3 separate regions of the Mus musculus genome follow, and regions 2 and 3 are each linked to region 1. The links are chromatin contacts, called in public Hi-C and HiChIP or PLAC-seq maps. All regions are on one chromosome and are shown on one strand. Each heading gives the region's core, a stretch centred on a gene start, on an enhancer-like site or on the middle of the called end of the contact. The rest is flanking DNA. Distances are from core to core; before and after follow the strand shown.

Region 1 (4,395 bases), core at 1,293-3,792:
GAAATTTGAATATAGACAATATGGAATTGTTTGCTTTCCCGGTATAAAACTGCTAGTGTAATTATTTAGGAAAACGTGTTTATTCTTGAGGGATAGCAAGCGAAATTCTAGAAATTAGGACTGAAGTGTTGCTATGTGTTCTCCAGATATTTATGTATCCTTAAATCCATATGTTGGCATTTGGAGATGGGGCATTGAGTGTAGTTGGTGTTAAACTAGGCTACATGGGTGTGGTCTCCCGGATGCTAGTGGCTTTATAAGAAAAGGAAGAGGATTCTCGTCATATGCAGCTGTCACACTAAGGCCCAGTGAGAAGGTCTTCACTAGATGCTAACCAGATATAAGTGCCAAGGTCTTAGGTGTTCTCACCTCAGGAACCTGAACTAAATAAAGTTGCATTCTTTAGGGGTTACTTAATCATAAATGTTCTTTTAATAACAAGAAATGGATTAAGATATAGGTCATGTTGTTTGCAACTTTTCAAATGATTTAGTGAAGAAGTTCTTATATGTATGTACACACACACACACACACACAGAGAAAGAGACAGAGACACACAGAGAGATTAATAGTGACTAATAATGTAGGTGGCAGGTATGTATATAGCCCATGTTCCATTCTTTCAACTCCTCTGTAGAGCTGGAAAACTTGAATAAAAAAAAGTTGGAGGAATTCTATATAGTTAGAATTTATATATAAAGATGGATTTTATATAGTTTTTAAGTTAACTATATTGGTTACTTGTGCACAGTTTTGTTTGTTTTGCTTTTGGTGCTGGGATTGAACCTACATGTACAACCCAAGTGCTTACATCCTTAGCTGCAGTTATTCATTAACAAAACAAAACGAAATGAAACAAGACAAAGCATTAGGTGTCAATAAGGAAGATTCAGCTGAGAAATTTATAACCAGATATGGGCCAGTTCACTTGAGGAGTTCACTGTAGGTTCACATGTCTGTTCTAACGAGAGGCTTCGTGCCTGTGTGTTCCACGTGTTCTGTGCTTTCTCGTAGTGTGCCCTTTTCTGTCCTTCCTGCTGGGTTGTTTTTTCCCAGAACATACGTTTTCTCTGCCATTCTTCTTTACCTCTGAGGCTCTCATCCACTGCTTCAAAGTACGATTGTGCGGGCTGATGCAGATTCTTCTACGTTTAACATGAAGGCTGCCAAGAAAGCGGGAAAAAACGAATCTTTACAGAAATTACAAATATAAGCCAGGTGTGGTGACACGCAACTTTAATCCCAGCACTGGGAAGGCAGAGGCAGGGGGATCTCTAGATACAGGCCACACTGGTCTACAGTGACTTCCAGGACAGCCAGGGCTACATAGAGAAATCCTGCCTGTGACAAGAAAAACAAAAGAATTACAAATACATAAAAGAACTAGTGACTTGTGAGTAGCCCCCACCTTGTGGACATTGCATTTGTAGTGACTTCAAATTGAACACCAAGAGGATAAATTCTTATTTTATAGACATTGTTTCCATTGTCTTCAGATGTCTTCGGAAAGTATTAAACTGAGGACCAGGGAAGGGTAAGTTGGATGAAGAGGAAGAGAACGGGAAAGAGAAGAGAAGGGGGAAAAAGAGAAACAAAGGGAGAAAAGAAAACCAGTAACAGACCCAGGTAAAGTCGTTCACTTCCATGTTTAAACTTCATCCAACAAAACCAGTTCACCCTCACAGTGCATCCCGGACATCCTTGTCTGGACCACTCAGCTGCTGCAGACCCTCTTTCTTCCCTGTGAGTCTGCACTCGAGTTATGCCTCCGCTGGTCCTTAATTCCCCATGCCTTTTGTTCTAGTAATTGATTTATTTCTCCCACTGAAGTGGCATTACATATTGATGGAGCAATAATCTAGATATAATTTTTGAAAAGCCCTTATGCATAGTGGGAACTAACATTACAGATATGAAGTCAGATTTGGCCAATAGAAAAATCTACTAAAATATTTTGGTGTCCAATAAAACTTAATATAATGTAGTTCTAAATTACAATTCAGAATTTGTTCCAATTTTTCTATGTGGTAGCATTCACAATTTGGGATAACTAGAAGACTCTCACTATAAAAAAAAAAAATTGAGGTGATTTTTTTAACTCGCCATTAGGTGCCAGGCAGATCTGATGAAGTGTGGCAAGTCTTGCTGTACCTACATGTATAATGTAGCTGTGTCCTGATAAATTGAAAGCCTTGAGCTCAATATTCACAAGGAGATGAAGGAAGAGGCAGGGGATAGGCTACCATTTCTCCTAAGAGAAATCATTATGAGATAATGTGTGGACTCAGCAGGGGAGGAGAATGTGGAAGAATGTGGGTGGGCTTTAGCATCCAGTCGGTGGTAGAAGACAGCATATTCTCCAAGCACTGTACGTGGAGACGGCTGCGGAACCAGTGCTGATTCTCAGCAGCCAGTTGCTTTGTTCTTGTGGGAGAAAATCTGCTGAGCTGGAAAAAAAAATGCAGCTCCTTCCCACATGCCCAAAGAAGAGAAACCCACACACAAAGAAGCCACCGGCGGCAGTAACTGCGTGGGAGTTAAAGGAACAGGCAACCATGTGGAAGCCTGTCTTCTGGACGGCCTGGTGAGGCTTCTGTTTTCGTGATTGCCACTCTTATGATGGTGCTTAGAATCCTCAGGTGTAGAACGGGCTGAACCGTTCAACAGCTGCGTTCTGTTGCCCTCTTGTTTGTGATTAAAAGATGGGGCAACACTGAGCAAAGAGGTAGCTTCCCCCACACTCCCGCAGACACCTCCAGTTTCATAATCCCTAACAGGCACCAGCGAACCTCACTGAATTTCTAGATCAGAAGCCGGGGAGACCTTCTGGTTCTTACCCAAGGTAGAGTACTCAAAAAATAGTCCCATGGGCAGGGCATGGTGGCACATGCCTTTAATCCCAGCATTTAGGAAGCAAAGGCAGGAGGATCTCTGTGAGTTCAAGGCTAGTGTGGTCCAGGACAGCCAGGGCTGTGTAGAGAGACCTTGACCCTGCTCTCCTGCTGTGTGAGTTCATTCTCTAAAATTTATTCAACAACCCCCACCCCCACCCCCACTTCCCCCAGAGCAGCAATTCAAATTTATTTCTGAGAAGTTCTAACCTCCTGAATGACTTCATTGAGGAAAACATCAACAACAACAACAATAACAACCAGATTTTTCTATCCAAGAGAGAATCTCTGTGAGGTGCAGGAAAACCTTCAACCCCAGCCAAGGATGACAGCTTCCTATTGTATTTCTGGAAGCTTCTTAATGAAGTCACTGTAGAGGGGTATAAACAAGCAAACTGCTGTCTCAGAGATCAGAAAGCACAAGGATCATTCAGAGGGTCAGAAACAAAGGATTTATTCCCAGGCGGAAAATGGAAGGGGAGTCTAGTAAGCTCATGGATGTTTGATTTCTATTAATTAATATTAATTGTAGTTTATATGATGCTTATGAGTTACATTTGTAATACAAGCAATGTTTTTGTATCTTAAACACTGGTCTCAAATCATAGAGCTTTTATATACTGTCATAGAAAAATACAACCTTTGGAGGTGCAGATATGTTCTGGAGTGAAATGATCTTAAAATAATACTTCTTATATTTGGTATTAGAAAACATAGCTGACAGGGTCTGTAATTTATCACTAAAAGATACTAACTTGAAACCAAATCACAGCTGCCTCATACTTTTCAACTTTCTTACCAGCACAGATCAATTTACAGATTTGCACTTTAATAAATTAAACATGTTTCAAAACAGTAATTGGCTCCATAGTTTCTCTTTAATTAAAAGCTGGTACTTTTAAAAAAAACTAAAGGCTAATCCTTTAATCCTGTTTCCTTATCAAAGTGAGGATAAGGTTTGACTCTGAAATGTTCCTCACAAGCTGAGGGTTTTTAAATGACTGAATGCCGACTGTGGTCCTGTCTGGTGATGCTCTGGGACATTGGGAGGTGCAGTATACGTGTTCAACTTCCACCTGACTTGGAAAATCATAGTCCAGAAACTGGTTCTGGCCACACTCTCTGCTTCCTGGTCTATGATGGTATGAAGAGCCTCTGCCACATGCAGCCTCCCACCATGTCTTGACTACTACCATGGACTGACTCGGACACTTAGAAACGATCAGCGGAATAAGCCTTTCCTCCATCACGCTGTTTCTGTTAGGTGTTTTGCTCAGAGAAGTACGAAAGTAACACGAAGGGCTTACACCATTTTTGTTCTATGCCTTCTAGATCTCTGACATTCACTAACCAGCCCCTCCCCCAAATCGAAAGCCTATGGTATTCTCTGGTATTCCCAACAAGCTGTCTGTTAAATACCCGTGGGTACTTTTTCTACTTGTCTAACTCTGCCTGAGACTTCCTTGTCAATGTTCTTAGGCCTCCTTTGGGTTGCAATGACAGA
Region 2 (4,359 bases), core at 15-2,514, 78 kb before region 1:
AAGATTTATTTATTTTATGTATATGGTTACACCATTGCTGTCTTCAGACACACCAGAAGAGGGCATCGGATTCCATTACAAATGGTTGTGAGCCACCATGTGGTAGCTGGGAATTGAACTCAGGACCTCTGGAAGAGTAGTCAGTGCTCTTAACTGCTGAGCTATCTCTCCAGCCCTATGTGGCCCCTTTTAACCCTACGCTCTTACACCTTCATGTCCTCATATACAGAAAGAGGAGGAATGCTGGGCCTGAGCTTCTTAACCTTTTTCATAGCAACAGCATACTTAACCTATAACAACCGTGAGGCAGTTCCATTCATAACAAGAATATGATGTTTTCAAACAGACTGGAAATCTGTATTTCCAAGGCAATCTGCTAGGTTGGATTTTTGGGTTGGTTGGTTTGCCACATTTTTAGTTTGAAAAAAATGCTCAAGTTCAAAAATCAAGTTCAATATACATTTAGTGAACGCTCAATACACAGAGCCCACATTCCGTGCTCTGGAAGGGGAAGTGAGGGCAAATGTGCTTTCTTTCCTCATGGAGAAGTGATGTTACAGAAAACATTCAAACGGCCATCATAGATACATGTTGACTTCTCTGACTATTGATATGACATTTGTAGAGTGCTTTTATGAAAATGTTCATAAAGCAGTGTCACATTCTCCTGTTCATTACATTAGAACGGACTAACAACTATTCTACTCTGTCCTTAGGATGAGCTGTCATCTGCCAAATTTTCAGGACAGCTCAGGGCTTAGAAGACGGCTCATCTAAATAAAGGCCGGCTAAAGTGACATTGTGGAGAGACTTAATCCTTCTGTGGCTGCCTGTGTTAACCAAAGGCTCTTCTGGCATTCAGATTCTCAAGTCCCCGGGACCTTGCAACTTAACAGCAAGAGAAAAAACAAAAACAAAACCAGAAAAATGAAGGTCAGCGATGATCCCCCGCTGCAGGGACTCAGGGGCCTCCAAGGGGCTTTTACACTTGGGAGCACAAGACTGCCTGGTTCCACAGGGAATTGACAGAGTGGAGCCTTTGTCCCCCCCAGTGGCAGCCATCTACCACAGAGCATCAGGTTCCACCTCGGGAGGAGTTATGGTAACTGAATGTGCATCTGGTTGTACAGCTACAGCTTGGAGGTGAGGGAAGGCGAGAAGCGCCTGGAGTGAAGCCCTGCTGGGCTGTGTGGGCTCTCTCTCTCTCTCTGGTCCCTGGGTCTCCACGAGGATTCCTCGCTCTGCTCTCCCTCCCTCATGGACGCTGTGCTCCCGGAGGCCTCAACTCAAGCTTTCCTCACTCACCACCCTGCAAGCTGCCCTGACAGTGGCTCTGGGCTGAGATGGAGCCATGAGCCCGCATAGACGATGACAGCAGTGTTTGTGAATGGAGGCGGCCTGGTGAACACACATTGTGACAGGTGGGAGCGGAGGGACAGCGTGGAAAGCAGCTGTCAGACCGAGGGCGGCAAGGACAGCGAGGAGGACCAGCAGCGCCAGCTGACACCCTTCGAGAAACTGACTCAGGACATGTGCCAGGATGAGAAGGTGGTGAGGGAGATCACGCTGGGGAAACGCATTGGCTTCTATCGGATTCGAGGGGAGATCGGAAGCGGAAACTTTTCCCAGGTCAAGCTGGGGATTCACTCCCTAACCAAAGGTAGGATGGGACTAATTGGGGGTGGGTTTAGAAGGCGACTTAAGGCCACATTCGGTTTGTACTGGTGTGTCATAAACAATGGCCTGGAATTATACAGACGACCTAGACCATTAGCTCTCTAAATGATAGGTTCCAAGGTCCCCTCGAACCAACCAGACAGACTACTCCCTTTCTTGGGAAATGAAGGGCTTGCTCTCAGGGACTCTTCTCCTTTAGTCTTCTTTGTAGATGTTCCCAGTGACGCTTGAATCTTCACACTTGGCAGCTACTGGTTGCCCTGGGACTAGCCTACCCTAATTGGACCCTTTCCCAGAGTTAGCCCAGCTTAGTTAAAGCTAGGAATTGGCTTACGGGAGAAAAACACTGGCCAGTCAGCATGCTGAAACCACCATCTGAAGCTCAGGGTCCCCCTCCAGAGAGACCCTTCCTGATGTCTCCTTGACCTACCCTGTTACCACGCCCCAAAGTCCTTTCTTCTATCAGAGATAACTTTTGCTTTCAGTTTAGTCCCATGACCTTTTAATCTGTTTTACCCCTGAAGAAAACGTAACAGACCTAATATAGCACGGTGGTATGGGACTTGCCCAGCATATGCACAGCCAAATAAAAAGCATCACCCCCAACACACTGGCACATTGGTACATACACTCAGAGGTCACTGGAGCATCAAATCTTCCGCCCCGTTTGAAAGCTTCCTGGGTATCTGGGTTCACACTTCTGCGTCTCAGCTACCTTAGTCTTCTCTGTAAGTTAAAATACCTCTCCCAGTTTGCATTGGCAAATGCATCCAGTAACAGTGTTTGCCTCACTGGGTGTCCGGAGGAATGAGTAAATGATCAATCAATCAGTACTAGTTATTGACAAGATTTTTCAGGTACATCTATCTTGCCTTTGTGCAATCGAAGATAAATCGAAGTCTCCTTTTCAACAGAATTTCATTCCTCATATAAACCAAGACCAGTTCACCTGCACTCCCTGTGGACTGTGACTTCCAGCTCTGCTGTTACAGGTGATGCTCCAGAGACTTCTCATCCCCAGACTTGTTGGGATGCTAATCTCACCATTTTCTTCTTTTGAGTCAGGGTTTCTTTCCTTCAGTTGCCAAGACCAGTATTGAACTCATTCTGTAGCTCAAACATATCATGAACTCTTTATTCTCTGGCCCCAGTCTCCTAAGTACATGGAATTACAGGCCTGTGCCACCAGGCCTAATAGTTAGCATTTCATGTACATAAACTCGTGTACAGTGGTTTGTATGTGTGCCTGTGGTGCTGAGAACCAAACCCAGGGCCAAGTACATTGCAAATGAGCACTCTAAGCTACACCTCAGCCCTGGAGTGGTTTTAAATATACTCATTTTCTCTGTGAACTTTTTCTTATTTTAGTGTTTTAGAAGATTTATTTTTAGATAGGAATGGTGGCACATTCATTTAATCCTGACAATGGGGAGGCAAATGCAGGCAAGATCTCTTGAGTTTGAGACAAGCCTGGTCTACAGAGTGCCAGGTCAGCCAGGACAACACAGAGAAACCCTGTCTTGAAAAAAAAGGAAATATTTATTTTTATTTTGTTTTATGTGTATCCGTATTTATTACATGTATGTCAGTGCACCACATGTATGCCTGATCTTTACAGAGGCCAGAAAGGGGGACTGGGATCCCTTGGAACTAAAGTTACAGATGGTTGATAGCTGCCACGTGGGTGCTGGAAACAAACCTGGGACCTCTGGAAGAGCAGCCAGTGACCCCAGCCAGCTCTCTGGCCTTTTTCTTTTCCTTTAAAAATAAATTTTAACTTAGTTACTCAATAAGTCTACATATTTTTGGGATACAGAATAACATACACACATGCACACACACATATATTATGCAATGATCGTATGGGGACATTTATCACCTCAGGTGCTTGCCATTTTTCGGGTAAGCAATATTCAACACTGTCTCTACATGTATTCCTAGGCGTTGGTTCTGTTATTCAGAAGACACAGTGGAAAGTTTCAATACACAGTGTCAAACTTCAGGGGCAATTTTTAAAGCTTTATTCATAAAACTATATCTTTACTTGGTTTTGGTGCTTTTTAGTGCAACTCAGAGGTCCACCTGCCTCTGCCTCCAAGGCACTGAGATTAAAGGTGTAAGCCACTGCCGGGCATTAGACTACATCTAGACTAACAATGCAGATCTAACCGGGAGGGCTGTGACTTTTCAGTCATCTAGAACAGAATGAAAGAAAAGACAAGGAGGTGAGGGGCCAGAAGTTGAGACAGACATCATGGTTAGGGAGAGTAGAGGAGACCTTGGATAAAGCCATACCCGGAGAGAAAAGGCCACACCCATGCTACAGAAGCCTGCAGACTGCAGAAGGCTGAGCAAGTACCCTGATGTGGCCGGCTCTGTGTGGTCGCTGTGAGTGCAGCTCGGGTGTAGAACTTGACAGAGGACATGGGGGATGGGAGTGAGTACTCACTGTAGGCTGAGCTTTGACTTGAGGATCAGGAAGATTTGTCTCACCAACTCAAGCAGGCATCTGACTTCATGCAAACTACTTTGTTTTCAGTTGTATTGTTAATAAATTACAGACCATGATTCTTAAATTCGTCAGATAACATGTGAAGTTTAGGGTCTATAGTTGCTACTTAATAAACGGCGGCTCTCAAAAAAAAATTTTAAATCAACTACTTTAAAAGGAAATTAATGTTA
Region 3 (3,940 bases), core at 945-3,444, 110 kb before region 1:
AGCTCTGCATAGAATGTTGTACTGTAACCTACTATTGAATGGACTTTTGTGGGAATTAAAAAAAAAAATTGTTTCAAGTGGAGGAAATCAAATGTATTACACTCTTCAATGACTTAGGAGTCCTAGAGTGCCAAGGGCCTGATTTGGAAGGAGGAGAATCTATCCCAGTGGTTCCCACTCAGGTGGCCTGAGACCATTGGAACACACAGATATTTTCACATCATGATTCATAGAAGTAGCAAAATTACAGTTAGGAAGTACCAATGAAATAGTTTTATGTGTGGGGGAGGGGGGGTGACCACAGCCTGAGGAACTGCATTAAAGGGTTGCAGCATTAGGAAGGTTGAAAGTCACTTAAAAGTGAAAATGCAGGAGGCTGGCGGGATGGGACCCGGGAAGCACACTTTCGAAGCAATTGCTGACCTATGTTTCCCTTGCTCTGTTGGGGCATCGAATGTGAGTTGTGTGTCTGTAGCTGTATGTCTGGCCTGGGATTTGAGGGTCTAGATTTCTATATAATTTTCCTATAGAATTTTATCCTATGTACTGTCATTTTTCAAGACTCAAAGGGCCTTTCTAATCTTTTTTTTTAATGTGATGTTTTTGCTTTCATTTTATTGTTATAGAAAGAAAATAGACTGGTGGTATGCACTACTTCAAGATTGTTTGTTTGTTTATGTATTTTAAGATGGAGAATCCTGGGGCTGGTGAGATGGCTCAGTGGGTAAGAGCACCCGACTGCTCTTCCGAAGGTCCAGAGTTCAAATCCCAGCAACCACATGGTGGCTCACAACCATCTGTAATGAGATCTGATGCCCTCTTCTGGTGTGTCTGAAGATAGCTACAGTGTACTAACATGTAATAAATAAATTAAAAAAAAAAATTAAAAAAAAAAAAGAAAGCTACAGTATAAAAAAAAAAAAAAAAAAAAAAAGATGGAGAATCCTTCCTTATCAACTGACTGGGTTGGGGAAGCAGTCCTTTCCGTCCCTGGGCTTCCCTTGCACGTGATTCTGTGCATGGAGCTGTCCAAGGTTTTTGGTCTTGCTCTTTACTGTTCCTGACCCCTTTAAGGAACACGCAGGAGGCAGCAGCAAAGAAAGGTCTGAGTATGTCTGGAGTCCCAGTGCTTGGGTTCCAGTCCCAGCCCCAGCGTTCCACAGGTTGGGGACCTTAACTGAAGCCTATGTCTGTCTTTGCTTCAGTTTATTTATCTGCTAAAGCAAGGGACGGTAATATCAGAACTTCTCACATTGCTGTGAAGAGTCTTTGTAAAATTATTTAATACACTGTCTGGCAAATAGAGAAAAATAAATAAAACAGACTCTTCTAGACCCACAACTTCTGCCTCATAAAAATTTTAGATGTCGATTATCTTGATTCTTGTAGTTTTGCCCTGGCATCCAGGGATACACGCGGTGGGCGGTAAGAGAAAGTGGGCAGACTGCTCACAGAGCTGAACTTAGACTCTTAGGTCTGGCTCAGCCATTAAGCCCTCTGTGACAGGAACTGGCTTTCCCCCTCTATTAAATAAAGCATGTTAACTCCAGGAATTATCTTCTATGTTCTGTGGCATCTGTATCAAATTCCCTGCTCTACATTCAATTCAACGGCCTAGCTTCCTAGATCGTAAACTAGAAAAACATCATTTGGCACCCACCACCAGCCAGGATATCACAGCAGGGAGTAGACAAGCAATAAGAGGGCCGCGACTAGGTGGCACCCTGAGAACTAGGCCTGATGTGTATACAAGGGATGGGGCAGAGGGCGACAGAAGCACTTCTTTCTGCAGAGCTTAAAAGCCCTGCTACTCACCCGGAGGAGCTGTCGCGGTGCTTTGCTGGAAGTCTCTGCTCTGTTGGAAGGATTACAGGATAGTGTCGCGGAAGGAAGGAATGAGAGCGCGCAGGGGCTGTTCCGGCAAGGTGTTAAGTTGAGTCGCTTTCTGCTGTGTCTCTGCTTCCCATCGTCACTCTAGGCCCAAACCCCCTCCCGGAAAGTCTGCAGTGGGTGTCCCCTTGCCACACAACTACACACTCCCCTCTCTTCCGCTCCTCCCTCCTGGCTGCCATAGAAACCAGCCTGCCAGGTCCAGGCCGGCTTCCCGTCGCAGTGACCATCCAGTCTCCTTTCCCTGCTCCCCAGAGCCAACCCCCCGCTCAGGATTGGTCCTGTTCAGGACGCTGCGAAGCCCTCGGCTCTGGTGGCGGAGCCAGGCGCAGACAGGCAACGGGGTTTGCCACGGCCCTGTGGGTCAGATCTGCTGCCGTAGGAGCGACCCAGACGTCTGCGCCCCGGGACACAGGAGCTTGTGCCAGCGTCTGCCACTCTGCTCCTCGCCTGGCCGCGCATCGAGCTCCCCAGGCGGCCTCCGGACCGAGGTAAGCGGGGCTCGTCGCCAGCGCCTGGGTCACGCTAGCCTCGCCACCTCTGAGCTAGAAAGAAGCAGATCCGGGATCTCAAGGGAGAAAGGGAGACACGAATTCTGGCCCCGGTGGCGGTTGAAGTGGGGTTAGGAGAAGGTTAAGTGCTCCTGGGGACGTCCACCGAGTCCATCAGCACTCTGCAGAAGGGGACATTGACACCAAGGCGCAGGCTCCCGCCCCTGTATGAGATGCCCTGGTCTGGGCGCGTGTGTGCACCCCTCTGTGTGCACCGGGCAGTGTCACCCGTGCCTATCTGTGTCACACGTGAGCCAGAGGGCAGCCTAGCGTCTCGCATGCCCACACCGGTTCTCTGAACCACAAGAGCCAGGCGCCAGCCCAAATCCGTTAGTTTGTAACTAGGGCTGAGCACCTGTGTGACCTGGATTAGGAGCGGACTTAACTTCTCACAGCTGTGGCCCGGGGGAGGGGTGGTGGTGGCATGAACCCTCAAGGACACCATACACCAGAATCCTCCCCTAGAGAAAGGTGCTTCTTTGGGAAGATCCAACAAAGTAAGGAGGAGCCTCATTTCTCTTCCCAGGCACCTCTCTAGGATTATTATAATGGAAATAGAGGACCTGGAGATACAACCAGGAAGAGACTTCCACAGGGTCTTTAAAACTCTGCAAGCAGAACCCATGGATTCCGAAGGAGAGGCCAAGAGATTGACTGTCCCCTTTCCCTCTCTTCCTCTTCTCTTCACTCTACCTCACCCTTTCTCTCCCTTCCTTTTTCAGTTCCCCCTTCCGGAGTGTAGTAGACAAGAGTGCTCTATGTTAAACACTCCTCCCACCCCCTGCCAACACACACACACACACACACACACACACACACACACACACACACACACACACACACACACACTCCATTTCAAAATAAGGACAAATGAATCACATTCTAACTGCTGCTCGCTGTGAAATTCAGACAAGTTTGGAAACTAAACAAATCACATTTGCACTCTGGGGCCTGGGGTATCCAGAAGGGAAACAAGCAAACCCAGAGGAACAAAAATTTGTTCCAAGTTACGATTTCAAACGGGAATGTAAAACAGGTATTTGTTTATCGTAATAGGGATTTTTTAAAAAAATGTTTGAAGATCTGCATACACAGTTTGCATCATCAGCATTCAGTGTGATTCACAGAAGCACTTCAGGAGATGGTTTTTGTTAGTGTTGCAAAAGCCCTTCTAATTTTGGTTGCCATGGTAACTAAAGAAGGCGCCCTGCACTTAAAGAGGCTGCCTGGATGGAACTGTTCCTGAAGGGAACTCCTCATGTCCCCTCCCGTCGCCACAACAATAACAGAATTCATAAAGAGATTTGTTTCTTTTCCTTAAAGTAGTTAAACTCTAAGCCATGTTTTGGTGTTTTGTTTTGTTTAAGTTTTTTTCCCCCAAATTTTCAGTCTGTTCTTCAGACCTTTCCTCTCAGACAAATGAGAATAAACATAGCGCCCTTCAGCAAGTCAAATGGCCACCAGTCCTGAGGGCTCAGCTCTCTTCCCACACTCACTGA

The links. A called contact is a pair of places that touch in the nucleus more often than the background predicts. HiChIP or PLAC-seq counts read pairs in DNA pulled down with a chosen protein or histone mark.
Region 2: a contact with region 1 is called in a Hi-C map of cerebral cortex, with 5 times the contacts expected there. The contact joins two enhancer-like sites. A contact is called at or near these places in 4 of 39 promoter capture datasets (the 3T3-L1 cell line, hippocampal neurons and liver), 5 of 15 datasets of contacts at CTCF or cohesin (CD8 T cells, the NIH/3T3 cell line, pro-B cells and 1 more), 150 of 484 Hi-C or Micro-C datasets (8-cell embryo, the AML12 cell line, B cells and 88 more), 14 of 115 datasets of contacts at active chromatin or transcription factors (CD8 T cells, the HPC-7 cell line, the NIH/3T3 cell line and 11 more) and 4 of 9 other capture datasets (adipose tissue, embryonic tail, liver and 1 more).
Region 3: an H3K4me3 HiChIP or PLAC-seq map of embryonic forebrain shows a contact between it and region 1, with 5 times the contacts expected there. The contact joins the promoter of Nim1k here to the enhancer-like site in region 1. A contact is called at or near these places in 5 of 39 promoter capture datasets (the C10 cell line, the SN4741 cell line, hippocampal neurons and 2 more), 3 of 484 Hi-C or Micro-C datasets (LSK cells, bone marrow-derived macrophages and embryonic stem cells), 17 of 115 datasets of contacts at active chromatin or transcription factors (astrocytes, bone marrow-derived macrophages, cardiomyocytes and 10 more) and 3 of 9 other capture datasets (adipose tissue, liver and pancreatic islet).

What each region holds. Positions count from the first base shown.
Region 1 is chr13:119,647,633-119,652,027 of GRCm38.p6, reverse strand. Ccl28 (chemokine (C-C motif) ligand 28) reads right to left here. Exons shown (of 3, transcript NM_020279.3): 3 at 1-1,163. The coding sequence ends at 962. Among named protein-coding and RNA genes, the nearest start is that of Ccl28, 26 kb to the right of the region's middle. Within about 2 kb of position 2,542, at least 44 of the 459 cell types and tissues checked have an H3K27ac peak or open chromatin away from gene starts, as enhancers often do. A contact at or near this core is called in cerebral cortex, embryonic forebrain, forebrain and 3 more, where this site is marked.
Region 2 is chr13:119,724,881-119,729,239 of GRCm38.p6, reverse strand. It overlaps Nim1k (NIM1 serine/threonine protein kinase), which reads left to right. Exons shown (of 4, transcript NM_175538.3): 2 at 717-1,660. The coding sequence starts at 1,369. Among named protein-coding and RNA genes, the nearest start is that of Gm52026, 15 kb to the left of the region's middle. Within about 2 kb of position 1,264, at least 14 of the 459 cell types and tissues checked have an H3K27ac peak or open chromatin away from gene starts, as enhancers often do. A contact at or near this core is called in cerebral cortex, where this site is marked.
Region 3 is chr13:119,754,136-119,758,075 of GRCm38.p6, reverse strand. Nim1k (NIM1 serine/threonine protein kinase) reads left to right here and starts at 2,194. Exons shown (of 4, transcript NM_175538.3): 1 at 2,194-2,381. Gm41077 (predicted gene, 41077) reads right to left here and starts at 2,683. Exons shown (of 2, transcript NR_168716.1): 1 at 1,816-2,683.